Linked DNA regions of Pan troglodytes: region 2 is linked to region 1. A link is a contact called in public HiChIP or PLAC-seq data. All regions are on one chromosome and are shown on one strand. The core of a region is the stretch at or near the end of the contact, and the rest is flanking DNA. Distances in the headings are between cores, read along the strand shown. Region 1 holds the start of EFNB3 (ephrin B3). Region 2 holds the start of KDM6B (lysine demethylase 6B).

Region 1 (6,482 bases), core at 271-2,770:
GAGCGGGAAGTGGGATCCGCATGTAGGCAAGGGACCCAGGTGACCTCCCAAAGGTTCTGTCCTACCCAGCGTGGCTTGAAGTTTCATCTGACCCCTGGCCTCTTTTCAGAGCAAAGCTGGCATGCCATGGAACAGAGGGTCTGATGGAAGAGTTTGCAGCAAAGATTGGGGGAGGGGGCAATGGAGTCCTCCAGATGCAAAAGGGAAGGAAGGAGGGTTCAGGGGGCTCCAGGCTTCTTCCAGCAAGATGCCGGCAAGCCAGGAAGGCAGGAATATGTTCTGGCTGGGAAATCGTTCAGCCAACAGTTCACTGACTGTGGGGAAGAGTTGGGAGACAGACTGTGAAGAGAGTCAAGGAGCCTTGGGGAAGTTGTCCCCAGAGCCCCCAAACGGAACCCCCTTGCCTCCCATCTCGGATGCGCAGTCCCTCTGCGGGAGGGAGGCACCCTGCCCTGCCTTCCCCTCAGCGACTCGCAGCACCTAATCTGCAGCTCTCTCCTGAGAGCTGACAGTAACCAGGCTCCCTCCAAGCCCAGCCCCCGACGCAGGCCTCCCACAGATCCAAATACCCACCTCACTGCCCTCCCGGCTACCCATGAACTTTCTTCTCCTTGCCCCTTTGGGGTCTCCAAACTCCTGACATCCATAGCACCACCCGCATCCAGCTCTGCGTGGGACCCGGAGTCTGGCTCCCAAGATCACCTGTCTAGTAACCCATCACACATCAGAGCACCAGCACCTTCCCTCCCGCCTCCTCCCTGCCCACAGAAGCCCGCCTCCAAGCCCCCAAAGCTTCCCTACCCACTGCCCTAGGGTCTGGGATCTCCCCAGCCGCAGGCCACTCACCTCTTATTCGCCGAGTTCCAGTAGACAGGCTCCAGGCTGAGCCCAGACACCAGCCCCAAAACCCCCAGCAGCAGCAGGGCCCCGACTCGCACGCCCCCCGGCCCAGAATGGGGGGGCCCCATGACCCCGCCAAGGCCTGGGGGGCGGGGCACCAACTCCCCCAAAGTCGCTCACCCCCCGGGGTGGCTGCCTTGGCTGCCTGGCTCTTCAGCCTGGACCACCCCGGTAGCTGACGCCCCCAGCGCCCACGCGGACCTGCTTCCTGCTGTGCCCGCGCCCCCGCGGCAGAGCGCTCAGCCCCACCAGAGCCCTTCCAGGGGCCGTCTGCAGGCGCCCTACGCGCCCCCGGCCCACGCGCCAGCACCCCGGGATCTGTGAGTCCGCCTAAGTGGGGGACTGGGGGAGCCGGGGGCCGGGCGGGGGCGGCATGGGGCGCCGGACCAGGGAGCGAGGAAGGGGGCGCCGAGCCGGAGCCCCAGCCTCGCCGGGATTGAGGGCAGCGGGCTAAGGGAGGAAACCAGTCCCGAGCCCAGGAGGGGGGAGTTAAAGGAGAGGCGGGGAGGGGCAGAGGATGGTGGAGGGAAAAACCGGAGCTGGAGCTCGAGGCGGAGCGGGCGGCAGCATCCCGCGGCCCACGCCCCCCACACCTCCCTCACCTCGCGCACCTCCCGCCCGCCGCCCCGCCTCAGCCCCCGGCGCGGGCTGTCACGCCCCCTTTGTCTCTCCGAGCCTCTGGCTCCGGCTGAGTTCTGCCCGGCTCCCCTCCTGCCCTCCGATCGCCCAAGCTGCTGGAATCTTCCTCTCTCGAATCCAGAAAGGCTCTCGCCCTCTCCACCCCGAGGAACCCGCCCCTTTCGCTCCCGCAGCCTCCTCCTCCATCCCAAAACAACACCGCTGCTCCCGGCAGGTTTGGAGAGAATAATAATAACCTTGAAGGCTTGGCGTTTTACAAAGTGCGGCGGAGCTGATCGTCACGACTACCTGTGTGAAGTGGGAGGGGCAGAGCTAACGATCCCATTGCAGAGATGAGGAAACTGAGGCTCAGGGAGGCCCCGTGACTTGCCCAAGGTCACACAGGAAGTCTGGGATAAAGCTAGAAACCAAACCCAGGCTGCGCAACTCCCACTCTTGGGGTCTCCTTTGTCACTGTTCCATGGACCATGTGCTGTTGTTACCTGGGGGTTAGTGAAAAACAAGAGTTTAGGGGATACACTTGGGTCTTTCCTAGATGGCTGGGGGGAGAAGCGGGGCTGGGAGAAGAAGGGGCGTACCTACAACCCCAAACCGGCGCTGCGCAGGAAGGGCTGTTTCCAATTATCCTGGGGGAAGGGAGGAGTTGCCTTTTCGGGTGTAAGAGCCCTGGCTTTCAGCACCTCTGGGCAGGGGTGACATTCCTCTCCCTCTCAAGCCTCCCCAGGCCTTTCGTCCCTTCCCTTTGATTGTGAGGTCCAAAATCACATCCCCTGCTGGCAGTATTTCTTCAAAGTCCCCCCATTCTCAGTGTTTGGGAAGGTGTTGGGGGGAGGAGGGAGGAGTCACTGCTTCAAATGACACACTCGTCCCCCACCCCCAAAGACAGAGCAGACAAATGGAGAAACAAGCCCAGCGACAGCCGCTGAATGAATAAGACCCTCGCCGCGCCCCGTATGGAACAGCAATATCAAAGGTGACGACTGTATTTTTCAACACCTTTACTCTTTTATGTGTGTCCTTGACTCTGGCAACTGGGTTGTCTGCCTCCTGGGGAGCCCCGGGGAGGGGAGGAGAGTGCTCCTGCTCCCCTCAGAGCTGAGTAATGGTCCCCATGCTGCTGGAGAATGGCAAACAGTGTGGAGTGTGGGCGACAGGCGCCCTGTCACTGTCTGCACAGTCTCACACGGTCACACCCAACAGTCTGACCCAGCTCCTGCTCAGCCCCGCTAACCCTGACCCCTGCCGCCCCCACCTTGGGAGTGAGATTTCAAACAGGTTTCCCCCTTCAGTTTACCAAGTTGCCTAGCAACCAACCAGTCAATGGCATGAAGCCCCACCCCCACCCACTTGACTTCACACCAAGCTCAGCCGCCCCATTGGCTCCTGCCTGGTCCCACCTCTCAACCCCTGGTTTCAGGACCAATACGCCATACCCACTGCTGCTGGACCAGGGAGCCCGCCAGTCCCCCTGCCTGGTCCCCACCTCACTCATATGCCCCCCCAAAACAGACACGAAGACTCTAGTATCATAAAAACCTTTTTATATAAGCTCACCCACACCTCCCTCCGTTCCTCCCTGCCCTTTCTCGCCCTGGTGATCATCAGGGATGCTGGAGTCTGGCCCCCCCCCACACCACCAGAGCTGAAGCCGACATTCAAGGTGGACGTGGCGCGTGGAGAGCAAGGGAAGGCCCAGCTCCTCTCCTTCGTCCCCACTCTCTGTGGGCTCAGGAAACACACGCTGACCGGAGGCAGTGGCCAGGAGAGGCAGGCTAGGGTGCAGGCTGAGGGAGAGATGAGGAGGGTCTATCAGTGCCTTCAGTGAGGACACTTGCTCCCTCTGGGATTCACCTCCCTCCCCAACCCAAGCCCCAACATCTCTGGAATTGAACTGAGGACCTCACGCCATTGGTGCAGTCCTTCTGGGGCAGAAAACTCAACACGGGCTCCGGCTTCCCATCATTGCCAGGCCCGTCCGTGTCCCACACAGAGACGGCCCCGCTCGTGCTGCCACTCACTAGGAACTGCCCGGTCCTGCGAGAGAGAGGAGAGATTTGCTGGCAGAGGCCTCACCCCTGGGGCAGGAACCCCTCACACCCAGGGACTGGGACCCTACAGCTGGGCTCTGGCATTCCTAGGCTTATCAGGGCCCTGTGTAGGAAGGAGTCACAGCCACTCACGGGTCCAGATCGAAGTAGATGCGCTGATTGGTGGTCACCTCTCGACCCAGGGACCACAGTGGGTAACCAGACTGCCGGAGATCCCAGCACAGGAGCTCAGCATCCTGGAGACAAGGAACAGGACCTGGAGTCACCCCCAAAGCCCTGGATGTCCCTGCCTCCCTCGGGGTCTCCAGGCACTCCTTCAGCTTGGGATTTTTTCCCCATCCCCACCCATTCCCCTACACTGCAGACTACATCCCTGCTCCTGCCCCGCTGCCCAGCTGCTTTGGGCTCTCAGGGTGTGACCCCTACCTTGCGGGCTCCTGAGAAGAAGCGGTTGCCATCGGGATGAAAGCAGAGGTGGGTGATGCCCCCTTGGTGCCCTCCCAGCAAGGCGAGAGGGGAGCCATCATCCCAGGCATACAGACCCAGGGAGCGGCCGTAGGAGCCACAGGCATAGAGGGGCTGGGCTGGGCTGAAGGCTATGCAGGAGATGATGCCGCTCTGGCCCTGCTTTTTTGCTAGAGAGGGAAGGAACAAAGTGGGGGAGGGGGCAATGGCTCCTGGCACTAACCAGGCTAAGCAGAGGTCTGTCTCCCGTCCCAGCGCCAACATGTTTGGACTCAACATCTCCCCCATGCTGTCTGTCACAAGCAGGACAAAGACCTCTGATGCTCCCCACATCTATCCTCCCAAAGGACCTAAATGCCCAAGCCCCACTTCATCCCTCTCAAATCCCAGTTTTTCCTTGGAGAGATGCAAGTTGAAGGCCTACAGGAAAACGGAATCAGCTTTATCAACAATTTTCTAGAAAGATTTCAGAGACCAAAAGCTCCACAGCTGACAGGGTATGAGTTCAGGAAGGAAGCAGTCCTTTGACCAGCTGGTTGGCCTTGGGAAGGTTTCCTACCTGCTCTGAGCCTGTTTGCTCCTCTGCCGACTGGGCTGCACCTGCTCCCGGGGCCGTACAGAGGACGGCGTGAAACCCCACAGGTGGCCCCTGGCTCACAAAAGGCCCCTGTGCAGGTGGCAGTGCCCTTCCCTCTCCTCCTCCCTTGGCGGCACAGATGCTTACCAAATGTGGCTCGGACCTCGCAGTCTCGGCCAGGCCGGGCCGTGGAAAAAACACGCACAGTCCGGTTGAAGCCACAGAAGAGCTGGGAGCCATCCGGGGAGAAGCAGAGCGAATGGGCTGCCGTCAGCTCATCCTGGGGGAAGGAAAGGGCTGAAAACAGGTCTTGCAAAGCCTCAGCTGCCCTCAAGGAAGGAGAGCCGGGCCAGTACGAGTGCTGGGGCTGAGTGTGGCGGTCCCTACCAGGTGGTTGTAGGCGCGAAAGGAAGCCCGGAGCTCTCCAGTGAATGCGTCCCAGATATGAATCGGGTTCTCCCGGCTGCTGCTGGCCACGCTGAGAGAGACATGGACACTGAAACCCCGGTGCTGTCAAAGGAAGGGGAGGAATGGCCGGGCACAGTGGCTCACGCCTGTAATCCCAGCACTTTGGGAGGCCAAGGCAGGTGGATCACTTGAGGTCAGGAGTTCGAGACCAGCCTGGCCAACATGGTGAAACCCTGTCTCTACTAAAAATACAAAAATGAGGCTGGGTGTGGTGGCTCACACCTGTAATCCAAGCACTTTGGGAGGCCAAGGCAGGTGGATCACCTGAGGTCAGTTCGAGACCAGCCTGGCCAACGTGGTGAAACCCCATCTCTAAGAAAAATACACAATTAGCTGGGTGTGGTGGTGCACACCTGTAATCCCAGCTACTCAGGAGGCTGAGGCAGGAGAATCACTTGAACGTGGGAGGCGGAGGTTGCAGTGAGCTGAGACTGCATCACCGCCCTCCAGCCTGGGTGACAGAGGGAGACTCAATCTAAAAAAAAAAAAAGGAAGGGGAGGAAGCCAACTGACCAGCCCCTCTGATAAGCATGTCAAGCCTTCCTCCTCCAAAGACCCCTGGCAGCCCTTGACTCTCCCAAGAGGCCCCGCTTGAAACTGGGTGGTGGGGCGGCGAGCAGGGAGGCAAACATTACTTACTAGGAGGTGTCTGGCTGGGCTGAGGACATCAGAGAATACCAGCAGTAATCATAGATGGTATCACCTTCCACCATTCGAAGGACAGGGACCTATACAGAGACGGGGGAATGGCTGAGTCACTCGGAGGGAAAAGGAGTCTGAGGCGCGTGCCTCTAGCAGTGTTGTGGCAGATGGGGTGTATATATGGAGCACAGACTCTGTCTCAATGTTCAAGGGTGAGCTCAGACTTTAATGTCAAATTTAGCCACCAAAAGCCATATAGATTCATACTTTTTTTTTTATTATTTTGAGACAGAGCATGCACCACCATGCCTGGCTAATTTTGTTTTTGTTTTTTTTAAATAGAGACAGGGTTTCACCATGATGTTGGCCAGGCTGGTCTCAAACTTCTGACCTCAGGTGATCCACCCGCCTCAGCCTCCAAAAGTGCTGGGATTACAGGTGTGAGCCACCGTGCCCGGCCTTATACTTTTTCTTTATAAACACTTAGAGAGGAAGAAACAAATAATAATACCGCAACCCAGAGACAAAGAACCAACCAATTATTCAAATACTTACTGAGTACATGCTAGGTGCCATTTGATCCTTTAAAAAAATATTAGTACAAAAATTTGCCAGGCATGGTGGTGGACACCTGTAATCCCAGATACTCAGGAGGCTGAGGCAGGAGAATCCCTTGAACCCAGGAGGCAAAGGTTGCAGTGAGCTGAGATCGCACCACTGCACTCCAGCCTAGGTGACAGAGA
Region 2 (6,482 bases), core at 3,563-6,062, 130 kb before region 1:
CCTAAATTCCGGTTCTCTCCCCACCCCTAGAGACTGCTAGAAAGAGAAAGGGGGCCAGAGTTGGGGAGGCGGGGAACTGGGGGGGAGCAAGAAAAGGCAGGGACTCCCTCCTCCCCGACAGCCCCAGGGGACAGGTCGGAAGGGAAGCAAGAGCCCAAAGCAACAGCCAGACAGAGCCCCAAAAGGTGTCCTGGGCAGACCTAGGGCGCACAGGCTGTCGGGCGAGAAGGGAATCAGGCTGCACGAGACGCCGGCGCGGCCAGCGGGCGACAAGCCCAAGTGGGGGCGATGGAACAAGGAAGGCCAGGGAAAAGAGGCAAGGCCGGGGAGAAACGGGGAGACGGAAAGGGGAAAAGGGGTCATCCGGGAAGGTGTGGAGGAAAATCAGAGAGGGGAGGGCGAGCCAGGCCGGGGTTACCTGCTGGGTGTCTGTCCCCCGGCGGTGCCCCCGGAGTCCGGGTAGGGAGGGGGGGAAGCAGCAGGGGGGGGAGTGGGGGCTGGGGGGGCGGGGGAGACGGTCCCTCCTCTGCCTCCTGGGCCTGCCCCAGCGCTTGCAGCCTCTGCCTCCCTCCCTCCTCCTCCCCGTCCCTGAGTCCCGGAGTCAAACAAAGAACTGTAGCAGGCTCTCCCCAACCCCCTCCCTCCTCCTCCTCCTCCTCCTCCACCTCCTCCTCCCCTCCCTCCCTCCCCACCAGCAGGCTCCCTCCTCCTCCCTTCCGGTCTCTTCCTTTAACTACCCGCCCCCCCAGCCCCCAGCACTAGTCTCTCTCCACCCACCCACCCCAACCTTTTACACACCCCTCAGCCTAGCCCTGTCCCCACAAGAGAAACTGTGGAGTCCCTCTGCAAAATGAAAGGCTCCAGAGATCAACACGGGAGGGGGCTGGGGTCTTGCTTCAAAATCAAGAACCATAATACAATTATTTTATTTTCAAGGCCCACGGAATAGTCTTAGCTATTTCTTCTCCAAGAGGAAAAAAAATAATCCTAAAGAAAGCAATACAAATCTGCCTAAAGCCTTCATCAAATAAAATGCACAAAGCAGTTGAAGCTAATCCCCAGCCCCCTAACCCCAATCTCCAAATTAACACAAACTATCCACTCCCCCTTAACAAACTCCTAGGGTTACCGCTGGTTTGGAGCAGACCCACAGCAATAATAATAAACTAGTAACTAACACCATTTAATAATAAAAGTATTTCATAACAACAAGCACTCATTCTGTGTTCATTCTGTGCCAGGCACTGTGCTAAGTGATTTGCATAAATTATCTCATTTTTTTCCTCCCAGCGGCCTTCAAGGTAGGTGTTGATATTTAAATGTTCAAGATTAACATACGAAGCTCAGAGAGGTTCTGACCTCTCCAAGTCCTAGTAGCCACTAAGTGACAAAGCTAGAATTAGAATCCAGGTCTGATCTGACAGTCCAAGCTCTAAGGTACATAAAAGCACAAACCGATTCATTCCAATACCATCACCAACCCTGGGACTTAATAGAGAAGAACAACCATAGCAATCAACTGAGTCCCCCTCCACCAAGTGAGAGGCTACAAACCGATTCACCCGCATACACACAATAAAGACCCTGACTTTTCAGCCTAATACTGTTTCTTGACCCTTTTCCTTTCATTGTTTGCAGATGGGGGTGTGCCATTAAGGGGATTTCAGGGATAAGCTGGTGTGTAGTGAACCCCCCCCCCCATACTACACACAACTCTTCCGTCTTTCAACCACTCCCACTTCAAATCAATCTGGGGAAGGGGGCAATAGGACACTTGGCCATGCAGCAGGTGGGAAAGTAAAATGACGGCTAGGTAGCTTTTTCTATGGGGGCGGAGCCTTGGAGGGGAAGCTCTTCTGTGCCAATCTAGGGAAAAGTGACCCAAGGCTCCCTCAGCCCAGCAAAGGGGCAAAGTCTTTCAGCCACACCACACCCGTGCCCCTCCCCCTCACAAAACTCCAGGCCGGGGTTTCCCACCTGCAGGATGCTAAGACCACGGGAAGGGAGAGGGGAAAGAGATGGCACGGGACTGGAACTGGACTCGGGGCAGAGGTGGGAGGGAATAGAAGGGGGAGGAAGCCTCATTGCCTGGCAACCATCCCGGGGCACGTGCACTAGTGACATCATCCCAGGCCACCTCTAACACAGACCTTTGACCCCTACGGGGCGGAGTGGGTGTGCTGGCTAAGCTTCCTGGAAACACCCTTAGGAATTCTGGGAACCCAAAAAGGAGACATAAGAAGAAACCCAGGCGTCCTTATCTCTTTTACCCCTAATACGACTCCAATCCCAGGGACTCAGGCCTCTTGCCTGTCTCCTCCTCTCCGCCTGCAGCCCTGACCTCCCAACCCACATTTCTGACGGGAGTCGGCCCGACACGCCCCTCGGAGATACTGTGCCTTCTCTCTCCTGGGCGAGATCTCGGTGGGGGCCGGCAGGCGGGGACGGGGGCACCGGGTCCCGCGGGGCTCCGTCTTCCATCTGCAGGATCCCCCGTGCCCCAGCCGGCCGCCAGCCGGAATCTGTCTGGGTCCCCAACTCTCCCGCCCCTCCCCGCGCTGTTCCAGGGCGGAGTCTGTGGAGTTGAAACCAGGACACGGCGAGACGAAGAGTTATATAACCGGGAGAAGCGGAGAAGGACGAGTGGAGACAGGGACAGACAGCCCGAAAGGAGCCGAGGGAGGTGCAAAGAACGCCGGGGCGAACGAGGAGGAAACGTTAGGAATGGGAAGGGTTTTGGTGCACATCAAAGAGCAGGAATTCACGCGAAGAAGGGGCGTGATGGCCCAGAAGAATCACCTGGGCCGTCCGGGGCTTCCCCGCAGTGCCCTCCTCCACCACCAACAGCAGCTGGGCCCAGGCGGGAGAAGCCTTGGGAAGGGGCGCTGGTACCCGCTCGCTTTCTCTTGGGAAAGCAACTTAAGCCAGAGCCCGGGAAGGCAGCGGCCGAGCAGATGGGGCCGGAAACCACAGCTCCGCCCAGCCCACCTGGGAGTGTGGGGCGCCAGCTGGGGGGAGGTGGGGAACAGGTAGTCGGCCCTCCCGAGCCAGGCTGGGCATTATGGTCGCGACCCGCGAAACGGTGCAGACCGACCGAGACGTGTGGGTCCCCAGGGGCTGAAGAGCGCAGCCTCAGGCGGCTTTACACAGACTCCACGAGGGGAGGGGGGCGCCCGGCTCGCCGCGCAGGCGCAAGGGGGTGCTCGGGCGCGTGCGGCGCAGGGCGGGGGGGTGGGCGCGAGCGTGTGGGAGTGCACGTGCGGGTCCCAGGCAGCTGCTGCCTCCCAGCCTCCGCCGCTGCCTCCCAGCCTCCGCCGCTGCCCCTCCCCTCTCCCTTTCCTGTCGCTATCATCCCCCTTCCCCATTGGCTGCCAGGGCCCTGGCGTCAGGGCCGACCGCCGGAGCGGATTGGGCGGACGGGAGAGTTCGGGAATCCGACTCCCAAGTCTCGCCCTCCAGTTACTCTGGCAACAGGACAAGCAACCCAGGGGAGGGAAGGGGAGCCGAGGTGAACGCTGCGCCTCGGTCCCTACCCCCCTCCGGACAACCGCCGAGTCCCCTTCGGTCGCGGCGCAGCTCGCTACCTCCCCGCCTTCCTCCCAGGGCTCTTCCTGTCCCGGGAACCAGGCGTCCTGCCCTCGGCCTTCCCCACAGTCTTCAGGCCCTCCGCGCTCTCTAACCCCCACCAGTGTCACAACATAAGCTGCAGCAAACAGGAAGCGAATCTACGTCGCTTAGCAACCACCCCGCGTGCCCCCCTCCCCACTATTTACCCCAGCCGGGAGAGGCGGAGATTGAGTCCCCAGCCCCCTCCCCGTCTTCTGCGCTGCGACCTCCTGCCCACAATTTCCTGTGAGGGGGCCCAGATCACAGGAAGTCAAGTGGGGGCCTCAGCCTACCTTTCCCTCGGACCGGGGCGGGGGGCTTCAGCTACTTTCACGGTCACATCCCCCACCCGCCCTGGGTGCGTCTCGCCCTCGCCATCTTCTGGCTACGTTGGGAAGGCTCCGCACCGAGAAGCCGTGCGGGGCGCGCTAGGGTTCGGGAACGGCGGAGCGGGAGAAGGACTAGGGATGAGGAGGCTAGCGGGGCGAGACGGAGTGAAAGGGAGGCGCAGTGTGGGGGAGGGGGGGTGGGAAGAAGGCGAAGGCTACCGCTGGGAAGCTCTCGGGGCCGCTGGTGGGAAGGTCAGGCTGAGGCTTCTACACCTCACCCGTGCAGAGAACTGGAGGGAGACTTAAAGTAGCCCTGGGACCGGGACACACCCAAGTCTGACCACATCTGACCTTACTGGGCCATGGCATTGACCTGTCTGCAAACTCTGCCCTTTAGTCCTGCCCTTCAGTAAGGACCGCCGCGCCCCGCCCCGCCCTGGAGTCGGGAAGGGGAATCCCAGCCCAAGGGGAACGGGGAGTCCTTTCAGGCCCCTCTGGACATTTGGAACCTGAGACATCTGCCTCCCAGTTCTTCCTCCTTCCCCGCCGTACTCTCTTCTAGGGGACCCATGACCTTCGCCCCAGTCTTCTTCCCAGTGCCCTTCCCAAGACCCAAACGTCCATCCCCAGCTCTACCCCTCCAGAGACTCAGGCGTCCTGCCCTGCTGCAAGGAGAGGGTTTCCCTCTTTACAGACGTCCTCGCGGCTCCCCGTTACCTGGTTCTGGGGGGGGGTCCCAGGTGTTCAGGCTCCCCAAGGTATCCCAGGGGGTCGAGCGGCCCCCCCTTCTCCCAGGCCGGGGCTGGGGGGGCCGCTCCGCCCAGTGGCGCAGTTGGATTTTCCAACACAAACACCCGCACCCCCGCTCCCCAGCCCCGCCCCCTTGTGGTCCCGCCCCTCCTCGCGCTCTAGTCCCCCTCTCCGGCTCCGCCCCGTCTTCTGCCGGTCCCGCTCGCCTCAGGGCGGGTGCCGGCTAGGATGCCGGGTGCGGGGTGCGGGCTTCAGGGTGCGGGCTTCAGGGTGCAGTGTACGGGGTTCAGCCCTGATCCCTGCCTGACAAATCCCTACTCATTTGGATCACGCGCCCTTCTAAGGTAAGCCCCGCCCCACCCACTGAAGTCCTGCCCGGAGACTTAAGCCACAGCCTCTTCAGGCGGCTCCGCCCTGCCCATTCGTTCAGGGCCACGCCTCCGTTCCGCTCCAGGCCGCCCCACCTCCCTCGCTTCTTTCCCCGTCCAGTAGCAGCTCCGCAGTAGCTCTGTCCTCTGTGAGGCCTGGGCTTCCTCCCTCCCCAGACCCTCACCATTGCATTGAGAGACTTAAGGCTTGTTGTCGCGGGTGTTTTACAGCACTGAGCTCCAATACAACTCTCACTTTTATGGCTAACACAACTAGGTATCTCCAGGGCCACATCACACAAATTCGGCCAAGGTCAAAGTCTGAGTGAGGTCCAGCCTCAGTCCTAGGTGCAACATCTGTCTTTGCTCCTGGAGTCCCTGACCCTCTCTCTCAAGCGGAGAAGAGGAGGAGGTCTCAGCTGTCCAGGCTCATGAGTAGAGCAGTGCCCCTCTTGATCCAATGATCAGGTGTCATGGACCCAGACCGCAGGTCAATGCCGATGACAAAGGAGGCTCGGTCTGAGCTGCCTGCCCGGTTGGGATAGTAATAGCAGGGGCAGGAGTACATGCCTGGGGGAAAGGAGAGGAGAAGTCAGACCCCTGGAGCCTCCGGGAGAGCAGGGCAGGAGCAGGGCAGGAGCGGGTGTGGGATGGGCTGGAGCAGAGAATGGGTTGAGTTCCAAACTAGGGACGGGGCAGGCAGGTCCTGCCTGGGGAGCTGTCCCACCCTTGGCGCTCTTCTTGCGGCTCTCTGCAGGCCGGAAGTGGATCGTGGGCATGAGGCAGACAAGCTGCATGGGCTCTGCCTCCACCAAGCAGGAGTTCTTCCGGTCCCAGCCAGCACCTTCCAGGTACAGGCCCCGGACCCAGACACCATCCTGGGGAGAAATGGGAGCAGGTCTGGGAGAAGCTAGACTTCAATTGCCAGCGCCCCTGACCTGCTCCCTCTCTCCTCCCTTTTCGTCCAATTATTTCCAGTACCCTCTTTTGCTCAGAGCCCCAAGCACAACTGGCTCCCACCTTGGGGGGATACACTAGGTTGCTGTCATCCACAGTGGAAACGATAAACTCCCAGGAGAGGCTGTCCACTGAAACCTGGGGGTTGAAGGTGAGAATAAGAGAGGACCCTGAAGAGGAGAACACATACATGGCCCCAGCATACATCCCCCACCCACACTTTGCACATTGCTCACGTTGTTTTGGCGAGCTGAAGACTGCAGCACAGCAGTGAGGAAGCCAGTGGGAAAGGTGAAACCAGACAACCAGAAGATCACAGGAGGCCGGGCCCGGCTGGCCCACAGCTCAAACTGCTCCACACGCATGGCCAAGTCCCGGGTCCAGGCAGCCAATGGCTTTTGTGAGGGGTATGCCTGGGGAAGGAGTGCATGTGTATTCACTCATTTAGCCGTGCATTCAAATCCGTATTATT

The links. HiChIP or PLAC-seq counts read pairs in DNA pulled down with a chosen protein or histone mark.
Region 2: a contact with region 1 is called in an H3K4me3 HiChIP or PLAC-seq map of stem cell-derived excitatory neurons, with 5 times the contacts expected there. The contact joins the promoter of KDM6B here to the promoter of EFNB3 in region 1. A contact is called at or near these places in 1 of 7 Hi-C or Micro-C datasets (stem cell-derived neural progenitor cells) and 1 of 1 datasets of contacts at active chromatin or transcription factors (stem cell-derived excitatory neurons).

Annotation. Positions count from the first base shown.
Region 1 is chr19:18,213,363-18,219,844 of NHGRI_mPanTro3-v2.0_pri, reverse strand. EFNB3 (ephrin B3) reads right to left here and starts at 1,520. Exons shown (of 5, transcript XM_016931472.4): 1 at 847-1,520. The coding sequence starts at 968. It overlaps WRAP53 (WD repeat containing antisense to TP53), which reads right to left. Exons shown (of 10, transcript NM_001280058.1): 4 at 5,737-5,825; 5 at 5,017-5,107; 6 at 4,777-4,909; 7 at 4,014-4,222; 8 at 3,720-3,823; 9 at 3,439-3,573; 10 at 3,064-3,323. The coding sequence ends at 3,080.
Region 2 is chr19:18,347,112-18,353,593 of NHGRI_mPanTro3-v2.0_pri, reverse strand. KDM6B (lysine demethylase 6B) reads right to left here and starts at 4,812. Exons shown (of 24, transcript XM_054670841.2): 1 at 4,653-4,812. It overlaps DNAH2 (dynein axonemal heavy chain 2), which reads right to left. Exons shown (of 86, transcript XM_016931476.4): 83 at 6,247-6,423; 84 at 6,074-6,148; 85 at 5,781-5,931; 86 at 5,262-5,623. The coding sequence ends at 5,469.